2 separate regions of the Rattus norvegicus genome follow, and region 2 is linked to region 1. The links are chromatin contacts, called in public Hi-C maps. All regions are on one chromosome and are shown on one strand. Each heading gives the region's core, a stretch centred on a gene start, on an enhancer-like site or on the middle of the called end of the contact. The rest is flanking DNA. Distances are from core to core; before and after follow the strand shown.

What was found. A called contact is a pair of places that touch in the nucleus more often than the background predicts.
Region 2: a Hi-C map of liver shows a contact between it and region 1, with 4 times the contacts expected there. The contact joins the promoter of Ssbp2 here to the enhancer-like site in region 1. A contact is called at or near these places in 12 of 12 Hi-C or Micro-C datasets (the A7r5 cell line, the Rat2 cell line, Schwann cells and 7 more) and 1 of 1 datasets of contacts at active chromatin or transcription factors (oligodendrocytes).

The regions. Positions count from the first base shown.
Region 1 is chr2:24,295,919-24,298,998 of GRCr8, forward strand. LOC134485571 (a long non-coding RNA gene) reads right to left here. Exons shown (of 4, transcript XR_010063697.1): 2 at 1-3,080. Among named protein-coding and RNA genes, the nearest start is that of Ssbp2, 89 kb to the right of the region's middle. Within about 2 kb of position 1,488, at least 62 of the 93 cell types and tissues checked have an H3K27ac peak or open chromatin away from gene starts, as enhancers often do. A contact at or near this core is called in the A7r5 cell line, Schwann cells, hepatocytes and 3 more, where this site is marked.
Region 2 is chr2:24,384,947-24,388,026 of GRCr8, forward strand. Ssbp2 (single-stranded DNA binding protein 2) reads left to right here and starts at 1,478. Exons shown (of 17, transcript NM_001399030.1): 1 at 1,478-1,594. The coding sequence starts at 1,533.

The DNA of each region.
Region 1 (3,080 bases), core at 238-2,737:
TTCTCTTGGCCCATTTTTCTATCTGTAAAATGGAGTTACCACATTTTAAGCACTTAGAAAGTTGAATTTTGTAATCTTTCGTTAGTGGACAAACTAAGACATGTCTGTAACCCTCTCCTGCCAGCTACACCAACATGAAATCCATCTTATCTGAAGGTAAACAGAAAGAAAGACATCTCACAAAGGGACTATAAAGCTTCCAAAAATAGCAGAAGAAAGGGAAGGCTCTTTTCTTCATGAGTTAAGAAAAAGGAAGAAGATATTTTTCTTAAACCATGTGTCTGTAGCTCTCAAAATCCAGCACATATAAAAAGCTCTTGTGAGATCTCTTAAAACAAACCCCTGAACGGAGTCCTCTCTACCACAGTCAGGATCCGATTTTAGATCTGACTTGGCTTGCTTGGTAATACAGGGTCTCACCACGTACCCAAACTGGTCTTATCTCCTATCTTGGCTTCGTAATTCTGAATTGACAGACTTGTGCCACCATGACTGTCTGGTAGCTGCTTATATTCATTCCTCCAGGTCCAAGAATTTCTGAAACTGCCTGTTTTATCTTCCTTTAGGTTTAGGAGTGAGGAAGAATGGCCTTCCTTCTTTTCATCCTTACAGAAGAGACACAGTGGCTCATAGCGATACCAGGGATGTGTTATAGTGCGTGGGGTGGGGGAGGTGACTCCCCAACCTTTCTTGGTTATCTTGCTGCTGTCCTGAGGCCTTTCTGTGCCTGGAGGTGGTATGTGTGTGTGTGTGTGTGTGTGTGTGTGTGTGTGTGTGTGTGTGTCTATGTGTATATGTCTGTATGTGGGTGTGGGTGTGTCTCTGCGTGTGCCTGCGTGTATATATCTGTACGTGTGTGTCTATGTGTGTATCTGTGTCTGTGGGTGTGTGCTCATGTGTATACATCTGTGTGTATCTGTGTGTGTATATGTGCCTGTGTATTCTGTATGTGGGTGTCTATGTGTGGATCTGTGTGTGTGTGTGTGTGTGTGTGTGTGTGTGTGTGTGTGTATCTGTGCGTGTGTGTCTATCCTTGTCTGTTCCCTTATAAAATTAGTGTAAGAACTGAAAAGGAGAAATGAACTAATAGGATCAAAAGATTTTCATTCCTCTCTCAAAGAAGCCTCTCAGTTGGGTGTCCCAAGATTTTTGACATTATAAAGCAGAGGGACACTGGGGAACCCTGGCCTTTAGATCCACTCGCTCTCGGGGGTACATGGAGCTGATACACTAAGCTAGTCTGAGACATCCTACTTCACAGAAGGGTACCTCACCAAAGTTTTCTCTGCAGCACAGTGATGCTTTGTCCTTCTCCTGCTTCCCTGAGGCTGGGGCCACTGGTCTTTCCATTCCCTGGACTGGACCCTACTGCCAGCACCCACCTCCCATAGCTGTAGGAGACCTGAGGCTCCATCCCCACGGCTGGTAGGCCGATCAGACCTAGTGACACAGCATCCTGGCCTGCCTGGTTTTGCTCTTTCCCAATCTGTTCAACTCACTTTCCTGCTGCCAAGACTGCTCTTTTCTGCCGGCTCTGAACCAGTGAGTGCCCTGGGCAGGGGCCCAGCCTCTGGAGCCATGCCCAGTGCTTGGCCCAGTACTTGGCCTACTGCCCAGGAGTCGTCAAGAGTCTGGCCTGGATGTGTGTCCTTTCAGCTGCTTGTCCTATAGTCCTCTCCTTGGAGTGGTAGGATGGAAGACATCCATCCTTGTCATTTTTAGCCTACCCCAAAGCTTCTTCTTGCCCTTCCAATAGAAGTGGGCCTGATGTAGTTACAAGCACTGGCTAATTGGGGTTCTGGGACTTTTAAAAGCACTGGGGGATTCATTGTGAGCCCTCTAGTGTTCATAAAATGTTTGAGAGGGCTTTGGGGCCCTGAGTAGTGGATTCTCCAGGAGCCACAGCTGGGGTGTGGCCTCAGTTTACATGCCTATTCTAGAAAATCTCCGCCTTTGGGATCCTCTGATAAAAATAACCTTTCTAAGATGAGATATTAGGGAAATAAAGGCTAACCTGGGCCTTAACGATCATGCGAGTGGCCACCAAACCTGTCATCCTGCGTCCCTAGGGTGGTATCTGGCACTCCACAGCTGTGTACTGGAGCTCCAGAGGAGGTCTGAGGGGACAAACTCTGGGGTGGGACAGGTGGATGCTCTAATAATGACAGAGAGAAGAGACAAGTACATGGTCATGAGAGGGAGCCAGGGACCAGAAGAAGATTTACGAGGCCTCTGAGCACAGAGACTTTCGAGATCTATTCTCACTGGAGTTGGAAGAACTCAGGAAACGAACAGGAAGTAAACACACTATGTAGCCCCTAGGAGGGTGGCCATCGCATAAGCTGTAGACCTCAGAAATGAAGTCAGATCGGCCTAAGCCTCCCCGTATCTAATTCCCTGAGGCAACCTTGAACTGAGTTAGCATTGTCTATTAACAATGCTATTTTTTTCTTATTCCTAAAAGAGGCAGTTGGCTTATATCTACATGGGAAAAAATATTACTTTCCCCCAAAATCATAACCAAGAGAGCCAGATCTGAACCCTAATTTGGGACCCTTTGTTTCTAGCTGTGAACAGAGCAGAATGCCCAGTCTGGGTTTTAGAAAACAGGTCTAGCTTGCAGAAAAGACAATTAGGAAAAAAAAAAAAAGAAATCTCATTTTACCATATATTCAGCAAATTTGGAAAGAAAGTACTACAGGACCCCAAAACACATCCAGTGCTCAGAAATAATTGCCACAATGAACCTGAGGGTGACCACAGGGAGGGGACGGTGCAAACCCTGAAAAGCACTGACTTCTGCACGCCCGCCCACCCGCCTGACAGAGTAGCGTGCCTCACAGTTATCGCAGTGACAAGTCCTGCGCAAAGAGTCCTGCGGAGCATCATGGGCCCAATCCCCACTTTTGCTCTGACCAGAGACACTTCCCACATTCCACTTTCCAAACGTCAGTACACATTCTTTAGGTCACAGGAGTGAAATTAAACATCCTGCCACCGGGTAAGGGGAAGAGAAACTACGGCCGCTCGTCCCCAGTACAAAGGCTAGCTTCATTCCAGACAGTTCCAGATGAAAGAAG
Region 2 (3,080 bases), core at 228-2,727, 89 kb after region 1:
TCCATCTCGGCATCTCCATATGCATTTTTATGATCCTACTGCTAAATGCTTAAAGCTGTGTGCAATCGAAAGGTATGCTTCCTCATTTGAATGTCATTTCCTTTCCTTAACATAACCGTTCCTCCTCCTCCTCCTCTATTCATCCCTTTCAGAGGTCTCCGTGTCCTACCCCAATGGCACCTCTCTTCCCCTGTCACCTCCCATTTGAAGCTCATCTCTTCTCTCAACCCGATTTCTACTCTGATTTTACAGCCAAGGATCTTTAACAAAATAAAGGATGGAGTCTATCAAAAACCAGGTTGCGTGTGTCTTGAGAAACTTTTGCGCATTCACTGAAATGAGATTAGGGACTTGGATCCAAAAATATTCTCGGGGAGTTTTCAGCTTGGGCACAGCTTTGCACACCTTGAGCTCTGGGGCCTATTCTGCTGGGCAAATACAGGGATGTCTTTCAGGGCCCTCTCTGAATCTTTCCAGTCCAAGGGTCAAACCGAAATGACATTGCCCATCCAAACTATTAAAGCAGGCCAAGCAGAGAATACTTGGGCCCCGGGTCTGCGGCAGATCTTTGCAGAGTACTGACAAGGAAGGAGCCAAGGCCTTGGGCCACTACGATCCCAGGAGTAGGTCTCGTGGCCTCTTTGGGGGTGTGCTCCCCTCTTAGACAGGAGGACGACACTAGGTAGGGTGCTCCTTTGGGATGCAGGGCTTGACTTCAGAGCCGGCGACAGAACCTCGGCGGGCGCCCCAATGGGAGGCAGGCACAGTGCCTCCCGGGGAGAGACGGAGGCTCGCCCAGTCCTTGAGCCAGAAGGTCGAGGGTTCAGAGCGGGCGTCCCCGGCCTGCTGGCCCTCCGGGAACGGGATCGGGGCGACACCCCAGACAGGAGGGATGAGATCAACCGCGGGGAACGGCGCGGGGAGTCTGGCCGGAGAGGAGCGGGAGAGGAGGTTGGCGGGACACCGGTGCCGGGGCCGCGGGTCTGTCTGTGGACTCGCCGGGCGCCCCGAAGTCTGGGGCTGCCGCGACTCCCGTTCCGCAGTCGCTGCCAGGCACTCCAGGCCGCACTTTCCCCTCCTCCCCGCGCCTTCTCTCCAGTGAGGAGCCGGGCGCGGGCGGCGCGGGGGGCGGGGCGGCGGCGGAGGGAACAGCCAGTTGTTTAAAATCCTTCTAGAGCAGTTTCTAATTCCCCCCTAGCGCCCGGTTCGGAGGGGGAGGGGGGAAGGAGAGCGGGAGGGGGGAGCGCGGCGGAGAGGGAAGGAGGGAGGGAGGGAGGGAGGGAGCCGGGGAGGGAGGGAAGGAGGGAGGAGACTGCCGCTTAGGCCGAGCCGCCGCCGCGCGCTCCGGCAGGCCGGAGGGAGGGGAGGCCTGTCAGTCTCGCGCGTTGCCAGGGCGAGGAGGGCGGAGCTCTGGCGTGGGGCGGCCAATGGTGGGGGTGGCTGCGTGGGTCGCCATGGGGACGGGGCTGTTCCCGGGGAGGCTGTGATGGGTTGACAGGTGCGTGACAGTGGGAGCTGCTCTCGGCACAAGCATGTACGGCAAAGGCAAGAGTAACAGCAGCGCCGTCCCGTCCGACAGCCAGGCCCGGGAGAAGTGAGTGTCTCCGCGCCGCAGCCACCTCCGCCTTCGCACGCGCGCACACTCGCGCACGCACTCGCACTCTCCGGGAACCGCAGCCACACGGCCGCCCCACCGGGGGGAGCCGGGGGTGGGTTGCAGGGGGAGGCGCGGGGCGGGGGCGCGCGGCTCGGGGGAGCGGCCGCCTCCACGGGGGAGCCCCCAGGGCGGGTGGCCGCGGGCAGCCGGCGGCGGGAGGGACGCGCGTGGCGGGCGAGGGACGGCGGCGGCGGGGATGGAAACTTGTTTGGGTGGTTGAGGGGAACCACCCGCGGCTTCACCTCCTCGCAAAGTAACTTTGGAGCTGTGGTCCAGGACGGCCGGGCCGCGGCGCGCGGCGGGCCTGGGGGGCGCGGGCTGCGGGGCGCTGGGGTCCGGCGGGGCCGCGAGCGTGGAGAGGGGAGAGGGCGGCGGGCCGGGAGGGCGGAAGCGGGGCCCCACGGGGCGCGGAGGGCAAGTGCGGGCGTGGGCCGGGCGGGCGCAGAGACGCGGGTCCGCGGGTTCTCCCAGCGCAGGCCGAGCAGGCGGCCGGGAGGGCAGGCGGGCGGGCCCGGGGTGGCGGGGGAAGTTTGGGAGTGGGAGTGCCGAGTTCCCGGAGGGAGAGTGTGTGCTGGCCCGCGCGGGGTCGGCCGCGAGAGCTTGGCGCTCCTGTCTCTCGCCACACACCGGCTCAGCGGCGGCCCCAGAACTTTTTGAGACTTGCCGTGTCCCCGGGGGTGGTGGCCGCGGGCGCGGAGGGCAGGTCCCGTGGGCCGTGGCGGCGCCGCCGCGAGGAGGGCTGCCCCCGGCGTGGACCCGGCGCTGGTCGGCGAGGGGGCTGCGGAAGGGATGCTGGGCGCAAGCCGCTCGCCTGGGTCGTGGGGGATACAGGTGGTAACTTCGGTGGGAACCGGGAGTACGTTGGAGAACCCGGGTGCCAGGGTCGCGGCACGCTGCGGAGCAGGCTAGTTGGCTGCTATTCTTGTGTACTTGTAACGGCGATTTGGTTGTTACTAAAATGAGAGCGAATAGCGACTGTGACACCGAGGAAGAGCCCCCCCCCCCTTCCTATGTGCAGATGTTCAGACTGATTCCCTGTAGCTGGGTCTGCTGTGAGGGTCAAGCTTATCCTTGTCATTGAACACACTGTCTTGCTAAGGGGGCTCAGGCTGGGGGAGAGCAAGTCCTTCTCAGAGGTACTCTGGGTCTCTTGCATACAAAAACAGCTTGGTAAATAAATGTGTAGGCTACCGAGTTTCCCCCCCTTGCTTTGGGCAGTTAGTCATACCTTTGAAAGTTTGTTGTGCCCCAGGGAGGGGAACATGTTCTAATCTTCCTGTTGGCAGCCATACATACACAATTCCCTTAGGATTTAGAGGTGGCAGGCCTTGATGTTGGAAAACAAAACACAACAACAACAAAATTAATGGAGAGATGCCATTGGTCCCCTCATATCTTAAATATCTTGCTGTGACAAGGAATA